2 separate regions of the Mus musculus genome follow, and region 2 is linked to region 1. The links are chromatin contacts, called in public Hi-C maps. All regions are on one chromosome and are shown on one strand. The core of a region is the stretch at or near the end of the contact, and the rest is flanking DNA. Distances in the headings are between cores, read along the strand shown. Region 1 overlaps Qsox1 (quiescin Q6 sulfhydryl oxidase 1). Region 2 overlaps Tor3a (torsin family 3, member A).

Region 1 (5,616 bases), core at 780-3,279:
CAGTATGGGTAGATATGACAGACAAGTGGGGATTAGGGCGAGCCTTTGATGGATAAAAGAGGTTCTGTAGCTACCTAACATCAGCCTCTTGGGTGGCATTAGGTGGCCAGTCTCTCTGGCCACATCCTCATACCTACCCTAGGCTGGCAGAGGAGCAAGTCCTCAGCCTTCTGGAAGAGGCAGCTTAAGTTTCAGCACGTGTGTCTGCCTATATTCTTCCTAAGGGGCATCAAAAGGATCACTTAGAGACAGGTTGACAAATGTGGCCACTTTGTTTCTTTTAAGGTCCCCAGGGCTGAAGACACACTATAGTGTGTGTGTGTGTGTGTGTGTGTGTGTGTGAGAGAGAGAGAGAGAGAGAGAGAGAGAGAGAGAGAGAGAGAGAGCTGAGAGAGAGAAACATAGCCAGGAGGAAATGCAGGGAGAAAAGCACCAGGGTCCAGGCTTACAAGCTCATCCTAGATGGATGACATTATAGCTTGGACAGGAACTGTCCCCACAAAAGGCTCATGCGCTGAAGGCTTTAGCCATTGAGAGATGACTGGCTCACGAGGGGTCTGACTTTTAATCAGACTACCCAGCTTATGGATTCCTAGTCAATGGCCAAATCGGGTGGGCCCTAGCTGGAGTAAGTATACAATGGGGTACATGTCCCTGGGGTCTGTACTGTCCTGAACTCTCTCTACTTTTTGAAGTGAGCAGCCTCTGTCATATGCTCTGGCTGCCATGATAGTCTGTATAATCTCAGATCCCAACTGATTGGTCCTGCCAAATTTGGGTCGAAACCTCTAAAGTAATGAGAGCAAACAAACCTTTCTTTCTCTAAATTGTTTCTCAGGTATTTGTTACAGCAGAGAAAAAAGGAAACCAATAACCACCAGAGAGAAAGTCGGTTGTAGAACCCTGGCCTACATTAGGAGTGTATGCTTGGCCCAGGGTCTCCCTCTGTGAGGCTCTCTAGGAAGATAAGGAATTTGGAAAGATAATAAAGGAGTCGCTGTGAAGCTGATTAACACAGGTTGACCAGTTGTCCAGAATCAGTTTCCAAGCAGGGCTTTTACTCTTCTGAACATCCTAGCCTTTTCTTCCTGGTGGTATCAATCTCTTCTGCCCTCTCATCTGTCAGTGGCCTCCCCTGGACTAGGCCAGAGAAAAACCTCCTACACCCACAAACCCTCCTGAGGGCAGTCAGAGGAAGCAGCAGCAAGCACGCTCTGGAGAAGCCCCTCACATACTTTCCTTCCATCCAGAAGGTCAGGCCCTTCGACCCTCAGCCAGCTCCTAAGAGACATGGCTCCTCGACACCTGAAGCAGAAAGGAGTCGCTTGTGGCTGCTCTAAGGTATGTCTGGCACACTGGGGTATCTACCCCACAGGAAGAATCAATGTGGGTCCTCTGCCCTGTGGTTCCCAACGCCTTCTCCATGCTTGAGCCTCATGCCACACTAAGCCTGCCCCAACCCAAAATACTTGGCAGGTTCCAGAGGTGGACAGGCTGGGGGCCATGTGTCACGGTGGGACTCCAGAGCATCGATGAGCCTCATACGCAGAGTCTGCACATTAGCGCCAGCACCTATAAACGAAAACAGGAAGAGGGTATCAGGACAGATCAGACCCCAGCACCCTTGCCAGTTTCAGTCACAAACAAGGGTCCTCACACCAATTCCAAGAGAAAGCACATGCCAGCCCTCTCCTGAGAAGTGGTGAGGTGAGGGCTCCATGGCTTGAAGACTAGCGGGAGGCCCATCCCTGCACACAGCTACTGACCGCTGTTTAGTGAGCATCAGTGAAAAGCCACTCGTGGCTTTCATTCTCTGGAGACGAAAGTGACTCCTTGGCCAATGTTAGCTTTCCATGTGCTGATATGCCCTCGCTCCTCTTCCTGGAAAAGGGGCTCTGAGGCTGGAGTCCTCAGGGAGAAATCCCAGCCCATCACGGCACACAGCCAAGGGTCAAGGATGCTGAGGGCAGAGAGGTCTCCCTCAGAACTGGCCACGGGTTTGTTCTTTGAACTCAACCTCGTTTTGACATAACAGCTGTTCTGGGAATGTGGTGCCCCACTCTCAGACCTAGGACTTTGGATGGGGCACATCTGAAGGGCTGCTCAATGGGCTTTCCTGGCTTTTCTGCCAGGCTCTCTGAGAAGACATATGGGAAAACCCAAACAGACTTCACTTGGAGACCCTGCTTCACCCTGTGGGAACCTGGGTAAAGGCAGAAGAGCTGGAGAGGATGCTGGCCATGCCAACACAACAGCCGGAGTTAGAGCACCCACCTGGCAGTGTCGCTCCAGAACCGTTCTTGGTAAAGGCCTGAAAAAACTGAGAACAGACAAGGGTGAGCGGTCAGAGGTGGCACTTGAGCTGCTTAGGGACGACTTCTCTTTTGCGCCTCACTTTATTCCCCTGTGATGGACTTCAGGGAGGCTTTGTTCTGCGATGCTTCTCTAGTGTCCTGACATTCAATTCTTTGCCAATGCTTAACGCACCCTTAGAACCTGAAGGCAGCAGCTCAGGAATGTAACTAGAGACCAACTCCACAAAAGCTGGCCTCTGCACGTAGTTCCTGGAAGCCGTTAAAGCGAACAGTGAAGTCACTGGTGGTCTCCATGCAGACCATCTGAAGAAGGAAGTGACTCCTCGGCCAGTGTTGGCTGCCCGTGTGCCGATCTGCCCTTGTTCTATTTCCTGGATAGAGGTTCTGAGACTGGTATCTTCTCAGTGAGAACTCGCTGCCCACCCATCATGGCACTCAGCCAAGGGTCAAGGATCCAGGACAGGTCCTACTGAGCGGTAGACTCAAGCCTACAAAACCAGGACTTGTCGCACACATCAGCCTCTTTCGACATCACGATGTACTCTTTCCCAAGTGTGTGACATCCTAGGCCTAGTGTGTCATTGGGGTGAGAGGTGAGAAGGAACACTGGGTAACAACCTGGGCTTCTGGCCAAGGGGCAAGATAGCTGCAGGCCTCTTACTTATGGCCTCCTATCCTGAGAGAGAATGTTGGTTGTCCTGGGAGACAAGCTATCTGCAGAAGAGCCTGAAGGCTTCTTCTTTTTGCTAGCAGGAACACTTTTTTTGCAAGTTTACTCCTCTATCTCCAACTGCAAGGCCTCAGCTTTATCCCAAGCAGCTGATTAGGTCAAGGCTATAGGGTCTGGCAGAACTGGTTTCAAGACCTGGCTTTGATGTTTTTGTTGTAACCTTTGAAATCTTTCTGCTTCTCTAAACCTCAGTATTCTAATCTTTTAAACGAGATATAAAATTATATATATAATGATATCATATATAAAGTGGTACTACCAGCCTAGAACTGTTATACGACTCAATAATCAAAAACTGAGAGTAATTAAGGTACAGGAGCCAGTACATATAAAAACTGACTCATTAAATGTCAATTCCATCACTATCACTCCCTCCTATACACACCCCTTCAGCACCATGAAATACTGACCAGCTAGGACTGGTCTGTTCCATATGTGTGTAGACAGGAAGGGAAAATTCACATGAGAAACAGACCACAGTGGCCAACCATCCCTTCCTGTGATTGGCTGCTTCCTATGACCTCACTGCCTTCCTCCTGCTCTCTACTCCACTCTTTTTTCAAAATACAAATGCAATACTTTATTCATGAATAAAAGCAGCTCATTTACATATGTCACAATGTGCCCATGTCCTTGATAGTTACTGAACAAATCCGGACCTAGTAAAATTATTATTCTAATACTTGTAAAATGATGACAAATTTCCTGAATTGTGACATGAAATGAGGACACGGGTTTCTAAGAATCTTTATGGACAGACGCTGCTGCTCAGAGGCAGGGTGGTCTGCTCAGCATGTGACAGCTGCTGTGCTCACTCTGTACAGGGAGGACAGACTTCAGCTCACTGCTACACCTCTCACACCGTGGACCAGCCTTTGGTGGTGTGCCTTTCTCAGAGCTACGGAGAACAACATGGTGCCTCTCCTTCATCAGCTGACCCAAGCCCTTTGTCTTAAAAGGTGCTGGTCTCCTCCCAACAAAAAGCATCTCCTTGAGCCTAAATTTCAAAGCTCTAATCTATCACTGAAACTCAAGAGTCACTCAAGAGCCCCGCCCACAGACTGCACAGCTAAAGGAGTTCTGGGCCATTATCAACCTTCTCGGTGTTCAGACGCTTCCAGCTTCCTTCTGGGATGGTATCACCCTCTGAGAATGTGGCTCCCATATCTCGTGGACTTTGGAGTTTTTTTCCTACCAATTAATAACTTTCTCGTTAAATGTTTTTTCTACCAGCCCCTTTTCTAGGCTACAGAGAGATCCGTAAACTGAAAGACAAAAGGGAGGAAGGGCAGGCCTAGAGAGACCTCCTTTCTTCAGTCTCTGCACTTCCTGTTCCCCTGCACTGACAAATGTCTCTTCTGCTCCCCAGACATCTCTGCCCTGCCTCTGAGCCCACCGCTCAGCTAAAATCATCCGGCAGAACCGAGTGGCGATTCTCTCTAGCTGTCCCAAGTTGTCTCTCTGGTGCTTCTCCTGCTCTTGGCAGTAGCTGCTGGCTGCTTTCCACCTTTCTCCATGGCTTTTATCTTGTTTTCATACACATATTCTTGAAACTCTCTTTTCTTTTCTGTGTAGCCACCCTCCCTACTTTGCTGCACAGACCAGCCCTTCTCAGCTACTGTTAGCCCTTGTCCTGACTTCATTCTGTGCCACTGCCATTAATTTCCATCTGCTGCTCTTAGGCTCTCCTGCTGCTCCACATCAGAGCAGATCATTCTGTGTTTAAGGTGCCCTTACAGGCACCATCAGGAGGAAAGGGCTCCGTTTATACTTTCAAATGAATGAATGAATGAATGAATGAATGAATCAAGAATAAACCTACTGCTCTCTGTTACCAAGTCATTCACTTTGTCCAACACATTTACTATCTGAGCCTTGTGTCTCTCGTACTTACCTGTCCTAGACTTCTGGTTCCATCTGCTAAGCTCCACGGAGGTGTGAAGGCCCCGTGCCTACACACCAATGCTGAGTGAGCCCTCCTTCAACCTCTGCCTGCACCTGTGCCTTACCTCACCCAGCAACCAGTCCTCCTCCCTGCTGCCCACACTGGCATTGCCCTTAGCTACAACCCTCATCCAGTTACCTGGCAAGTTCTGCAACTCTGCATTGGGGATAACTCTCCAACAGCCCAGGGCCAACAGGAGAAAACTGAGGCCCTGCTCTATTACAGTAGCTCCTGTTTGCTTTCTCTTCATGGGTCAGGAATGTCAGTTCTCAGCTGGGGAGGGAGGTGGCTCAACAGGCAAAGGAGCCTGCTGCCAATGTGAAAGCCCGAATTTAATCCCGAGGTCCTAGACGGTAGATGGAGAGAACTGACTCTTGAAAGTTCCTCTATCCTCCAAATACATACACACACACACATACACACACACAAATACACATACACACACACACAAATACACACATACACACACACTAAATGAAAATAAAAGAAATACTATTCTCTCAATCTGTTCTTCAACTGTCTTGCCACTATGTTTCCTTCCCCAAGGCATAACTATGGGAGTCTTCTTCAGCTCTGCATGAAGGGTGAGCAAGATCCTAACTCAATACATTCAAGGCCTTCCTTTC
Region 2 (6,004 bases), core at 1,353-3,852, 860 kb after region 1:
CTTTAGCTCTCTCTCCCATATTAGCCTACTACAGTGCTGGGCCACACCCATCCTGTTTTGAAAGCTTCAGTTTGTCCTTTAGCCTAAGGCCCTTTGCTGGTCTCACATGCAGAAGCTGCCCCTCTCCCCCACGTTGCCGGAAAGCAAGGAAAGCCAGCCAGACCTGCAGACCTGGACCACACGCCTCTAGTCCACACATATTCCTTGTTCTGTAGCCCAAAGATCCTAGAGCCTCAGGCTCATATGAACTCCAGCTGCCTTCCAGGAAGAGCTACGGTGCCAGGAGACTGTAGGGAGTGTTCTGAGGATCCTTTGGTACTTGGACCTTCCGTTCCACTGGCTTCCTGACCCTCAGTCTAGATTGTCTAGAATGTAGGTTTTTAAGGCACCAAGTGGTTTTTAGAAACTGCCTCTGTTAGGAACTGCCTCTTGCACACCAGCTGAAAGCAGTGATTGCTGGACGCCAGGGCACCTGGCAGATGGCTGTCTCTTGTGGAGGAGGATTGTTTAGGGTGCACAGGAGTCACTTTCAAGGCAGGAAGAGGTTGATTCTCTGGGAAATGGATTTGCAGCCCTGAGAGGAGAAAAGCCGCTCTTCCTCAGGGACATATGTCATCATCTTGGCGATTTCATCCAGGGTCTCTTCTGTGTATGGGAGATCCTGGCCCAGGAAGGCATCTCGGACGCACAGCCTCACATGGCAGTACTCCAGTGGCAGGAAGGGGATAAAGTGGTCAATAAGGTGTTTCTTCAGGAGACCGCTGGAGCCAAAGCTGCTGTCTGTAACCAAGACCCAGAGTTACATAGTGTCTGACCTAGCCTGGGACTGAACCCTGCTGGAGATCCCCAAATTGAAACCTGCACAAGAGCTGGTCTCCCACAAAGCTCTTGGAGTACTGTGTGCATTGTTGCCAAGGACAGTGCGGTGGTGGCTATTCTAGGCATGGAGAAGCACAGTGATTGTGGCTGTAGTAGCAGATAATGGCATGACCACCAGGACTGTGGCTGGCTTTGGTGTAGCAAAAAGGTGGAGCTGCCCCACCTTCACCTGCACTGTTGTCTCAGGGAGATCTGCTAGCCTATGGTCAGAGACCACAGCTGTTTCTAGGGCGGGGCTGGACCTGTGACCCTCTTCAGAATGCATTTCCAGGGAAGGAGTATAGGCATACTCTCGTGCCACCAGAAGTTGATGGGTGAGGCTGTCCTATGTCCTCTACTGTCCAGACACCCTCACTGCCTCACATTTGATACCAATCATCTCTGGCTGTGCTCTTGGCAAGGCTGTATGTATCTGAGTTGACCACTTACCTGCAGCCTCCATGATCTCAGCCTGAAGGGGCACCTCCAAGTGCTGCGTCGTAATTTCCTCCCTGGACCATCCAGCCTTAAGCAAACTCAGGACTACCTCATTGATGACACTGCCTCCGAGGTTGCTGAAAGAAACAAGCGCTTGTTAACAGCCGATTCCCACACTCACAACCCCCCAGGACAGTTCATCCCTAATGGAGGACACACTGAGCAGTGACAGACTCAAGGATGCCTCAGGACCACAGGCTTCAAGGCTCAGAAGGTAAGGATGAAAGCTAGACTACGGCTGAGGGAGGTGGCATGTATCCACTGAAGGCCAGAATGTAGGGTTGTGGCCCCACCCACTCTGTCCTAAGAATCTTGGTTAGGCTACAATGGGTTGTAGGAGATGGAGTAGAGGTAGAGAGAATTAGTTTGGAAAACAGTATTGGCAGGACCCTGCAGTTGGTGGACACAGGAGGTGCCTCTCTGGGCTGCACTCCCTTTCACAGAAGTGTGGAGCAAAAGCTTATTTTGCACTGCCTGTGTCCTCTCAGGCTAGGCACAGGAAGATGGCTGCACACTGCTAAGACAGGAGTGACACCACGAGGAGGCCGGGAGTAAGTGCTGGGGACCTGCAACCAGGACAGTTCATCCCTGTCTCAAGTTGGCACCCAGCTGAGCCTTGTCTGACTGCACAGCTGTGCCTTCACTTTCCCTGCTTAAGGCTCACAGAATGAGGAATGTCGTAAGTGAAGGATAGGGGGAGGCAGGCAGCAAACTAAACGGGGTCCAGCATCTCCTGTCCTCTGTCCTCACAAGGATCAGTGTCCTTGTTACCTCAGAGGAGTCACTCAGACCTTTGGAGCAGCCTGGCTTCAAACTCAGAGATCTCTTGCCTCTGCCTCCCCAGTGCTGGGATTTAAATGTATGTGCCACCACTAAACACCGGGCCGTTCCTATCTTTTTGATAATGTTGCATTTCAGTCTGTCCTGCAGATGACGTAGACTCACTACGTGCCCCTCCCAATCCCTAACCTGCCTCCCTAGCTAGGTGGGGCAGCATCCTTCCCCAGCAAACAAGTGAAGACCAGTGTGTCCCTCATAGCCACTGATTAACTGATTTCCAGCCTCCTGCTGGAAGAATCCAGTAAGAACAAGGGCATCCCCACTCCTTGCCCAAGCCCAGCTGCTCTGCCACACTTCCAGCCCTGCAGAAACTGCTTGCATCACCCGTCTGATCTCTGCACCTGCTGGACAGCCTGTCAGGTGGCCTTTGGATACATAACTGCATCAGCAGAGATTGCCCCATCTGTGTCTGCCACAGTAGCCCTGATTCCACAACCTGGACTCAGCGGCAAGCCTCTGGAGGACAGCAGGCCAGGGAGGTGGATCGATCAAGCCCCAAGGTCACAGACCCTAGTACAGTACCCTCTCAGTCCCAGGTCTACCTGACTGCCCCATGGGACACGGGCCCCACTCTGCATGGTTTCTGCGTATTTATCAACTCTATGCAGCTTTCTTCTGAACTGCTTGCACTGTCACCTACAGCCATGTCATCTTCCCACCACGTTACAGGTTGTACCTCTCACACAACAAAGCCTGGGAGCCTTCACTACCTGTCCAGTGTCTTCAGCTCAGCAGGGCTGCACTCCAGCACCTGCAGGCCAAGGTAGCTAGATGCTGAACTCCTCACCCTCCAAGCCCCTGCTGACTGAATACTGAAAGGACCACTGTCACAAGCTCCCATCACTAACGGTGAACTCTTCCCTAAACAACAGAGCTAGACTCAGTTTCTTCGCTGGTAAAATGAGAAACTGGGCCCAGACAAGCTAGGGGTGCTTCATCAGTGTGGAGGCAGTTAGTCAACAAACACCCACTGCACCCCACATGCGTCATTCATGAATAACTCACGTCCATATAGTTAGTTCTTCAAAGTCCTTTTGTTCATACCCTGACCACAGCTCAGAGAAAACAGACATTAGCAACCCTCTTCTGGGTGCGTGACGAGAGCACAGCAGCTCCAGGCCTGCCTTGTGACTCTGGGGTCTTCTACTGACGGACACAGGCAGAAATCAGTATTACTCTGAAACCAAGCCCTAAACAGTACTATCCCTGTCCTTGCTACTGAAAACTATCAGTACAGTTCAAGGGAACTGCATAGTGAACTCTAGACAGACCTAAAATATCCTCTAGAACCTAATGGGAGCAAAAGTTTCCCATAAGCATTACCTGAAGAGTGAGACCCTAGAGGAGACGGCAGGCATGCCATCAATAGATGCAGGAGGGACCAGGACCAGGATCATGTTCCACCTGGACTGTCGTCATCTCAGCTGGGTCCGCTGACTCATCACAGCTAGTCAGCCCTCCACTCTGCCCTGCTCCAGACCTGGCTGCCTCCCATCCTACTGTCAGCTTTACAGATAAAGCTTACTCTTGCAAAATCTTGGCACTCGAAAATGGCTTTTGTCAATGTTGGGCAAGCAAGCCCTCCTGGCTTCACCTACTTTGTCTGAGGTGCCACAGAGAACTGGCAGAAAAGCCATCAGTACCTCATTTCAACAGCAGGTCTCAGGTATATTTCAGGATTAAACTGCAGATCCAGTTGGCAGTGTCGGGGCTGGGAAGGGCTCAGTGGACAAACTATTTACTGCCTGTGCATAAAGACCTGAGTTCAGGTCTCCTGCAGCCCCATGAAGAGCTGTGTGACCTTAGAACTTCAGCTCTGGGGGCTTGCTGGCCAGCTAGTCTGTCCAATTCGGTGAGAGACCCCGTCTCAAAAAACAAGGTAAAGCCAACCAAGTCCGGTGGCACACACCTTTAATTACCTCAGGAGACAGAGGTACATGGATCTCTGAGTTACAGGCCAGCATACTCGACATACCAATTTCCAGGCCAGCTGGGGCCACACAGTGAGCCCCTGTATTTAAAAAGGGAAAAAGTAGCCGGGCGTGGTGGTGCATGCCTTTAATCCCAGCACTCGAGAGGCAGAGGCAGGCAGATTTCTGAGTTCGAGGCCAGCCTGGTCTACAAAGTGAGTTCCAGGACAGCCAGAGCTATACAGAGAAACCCTGTCTCGAAAACCAAAAAAAAAAAAAAAAAAAAAAAAAAAAAGGGGGAGGGGGGTAAAAGCAAACAAGCTAGAGAGGATACCCAGTGTCAACTTCCACACAAGCTAGCACACACACACACACACACACCACACATGCAAGAATCCTTACCACAAAGGGAAGGCAAACTGAAGTTTGTTCTAGAAACCAAGTCTAGAGACTCAGATCTCAAACACATTGCTCTCTCATAACCAGAAGACCAGAGAACCTCGGGGCAGGGGTTGGAGGTGGCTAATTTGGGGGCACCCTCAGGAGGGGTGGTTGTGGTTCTGCGTGGCTGGAGAGGGACTGTGGTGGTCTGGCTCATGGCCTCTCCTTGATGGAAGGCCTTGTGCACGCCTGCAACAGGTTGCTGGAAACCACTGCCTCATTTGTGTAAGAGCCCCTGGGTAAGTGAATTCCCTGGATGGCAGCTTGGCTGCTGTTAGGTGGCATCAGCCCAGCTCCAACTTCACCCGTGTGCACTATTGTGTATGTATAGCTACGTGGCCTGAGTCAGTCCACTAAGGTCAGGTCTCTAGAGGAAAGGGCAGGGTTACTGCCAGCTGGTCAGTATCCAAAATGCTTGCCGTGAGATAGGAGGGTCACTGGGTCACACTGGGCAATACAGCACCTAAGAGAGTTTGCCAAGTTATAAAGCAACTAGGTAGGAGAGTCGGTGCCTTGGGGAACCATTCCGCTGTCTCTGCTTGTGGGAATGTCATGGACAGCTGAGGCCACTGACTCAGACGGGTGAATACTGTGGGAGCTGGGATCAGTCTTCATTCTGACATTTCGGTTATGTTAACAGATGCCTCCATTTCTCTTAAAACCACTCGAGACTCTCACCTGCTCCGTCCTTGGCTTCCATATGCAGAAACCCACGTGGCTTCAATCTGTCCCGTCTTGTCTAGGGGAACCACCCTAAACTCAAACCTGCCTTCCAAGTTCAGCTGGAGAAAAACCACTCCTACTTCCCCGGGGCACACTGGGAACCCCACCTCCCCACCCAATTCATGAGCAAGCCCCAGCCTGTGGAAAATGAGAACAGGTTTGTAACAGTCCACAATTGTAGTCTCCCCTCCCCTAGCCTGAAACCTGCTTGCTCGGGGTGGAGCTTCCTGCTCATTCGTTCTGCCACGCCCACTGCTGGAACCTGAGGAGCCACACACGTGCACCTTTCTACTGGACCAGAGATTATTCGGCGGGAATCGGGTCCCCTCCCCCTTCCTTCATAACTAGTGTCGCAACAATAAAATTTGAGCTTTTTTTTTTTTTTTTTCAGAATGAAATTGTCTTAGTTCCGTTTTTTCTTCCGCCCCGTCTAGATTCCTCTCTTACAGCTCGAGTGGCCTTCTCAGTCGAACCGTTCACGTTGCGAGCTGCTGGCGGCCGCAACACACAATGAAGTCTGCAAGGAGCCTCGGTGAAGCATTCAGACTGGTTAAGTTCCTTGCCCGCAGAGTCCTTCTGAGGATCTGGGCATACAGAGCACAGTGATCTTGGAGTGGCTGTTCCTGCTCAGCAGCCTCCACGGCCCACTGCAAATGTGAGAGACCTGCCCTTCACTCGCTATTTCCTGAGAAGAGCCTGCCCTTCCAGGGTGGGAATCCTGAGGAATGTAAGGT

Evidence for each region. A called contact is a pair of places that touch in the nucleus more often than the background predicts.
Region 2: a Hi-C map of liver shows a contact between it and region 1, with 5 times the contacts expected there. The contact joins two enhancer-like sites. A contact is called at or near these places in 2 of 39 promoter capture datasets (liver and pre-B cells), 1 of 484 Hi-C or Micro-C datasets (liver) and 1 of 115 datasets of contacts at active chromatin or transcription factors (pancreatic cancer cells).

Annotation. Positions count from the first base shown.
Region 1 is chr1:155,793,077-155,798,692 of GRCm38.p6, forward strand. It overlaps Qsox1 (quiescin Q6 sulfhydryl oxidase 1), which reads right to left. Exons shown (of 12, transcript NM_001024945.1): 3 at 2,275-2,320; 4 at 1,470-1,572. Among named protein-coding and RNA genes, the nearest start is that of Qsox1, 17 kb to the right of the region's middle. Within about 2 kb of position 2,030, at least 26 of the 459 cell types and tissues checked have an H3K27ac peak or open chromatin away from gene starts, as enhancers often do. A contact at or near this core is called in liver, where this site is marked.
Region 2 is chr1:156,655,164-156,661,167 of GRCm38.p6, forward strand. Tor3a (torsin family 3, member A) reads right to left here. Exons shown (of 6, transcript NM_023141.2): 5 at 1,309-1,433; 6 at 1-780. The coding sequence ends at 530. Among named protein-coding and RNA genes, the nearest start is that of Tor3a, 16 kb to the right of the region's middle. Within about 2 kb of position 2,603, at least 30 of the 459 cell types and tissues checked have an H3K27ac peak or open chromatin away from gene starts, as enhancers often do. A contact at or near this core is called in liver, where this site is marked.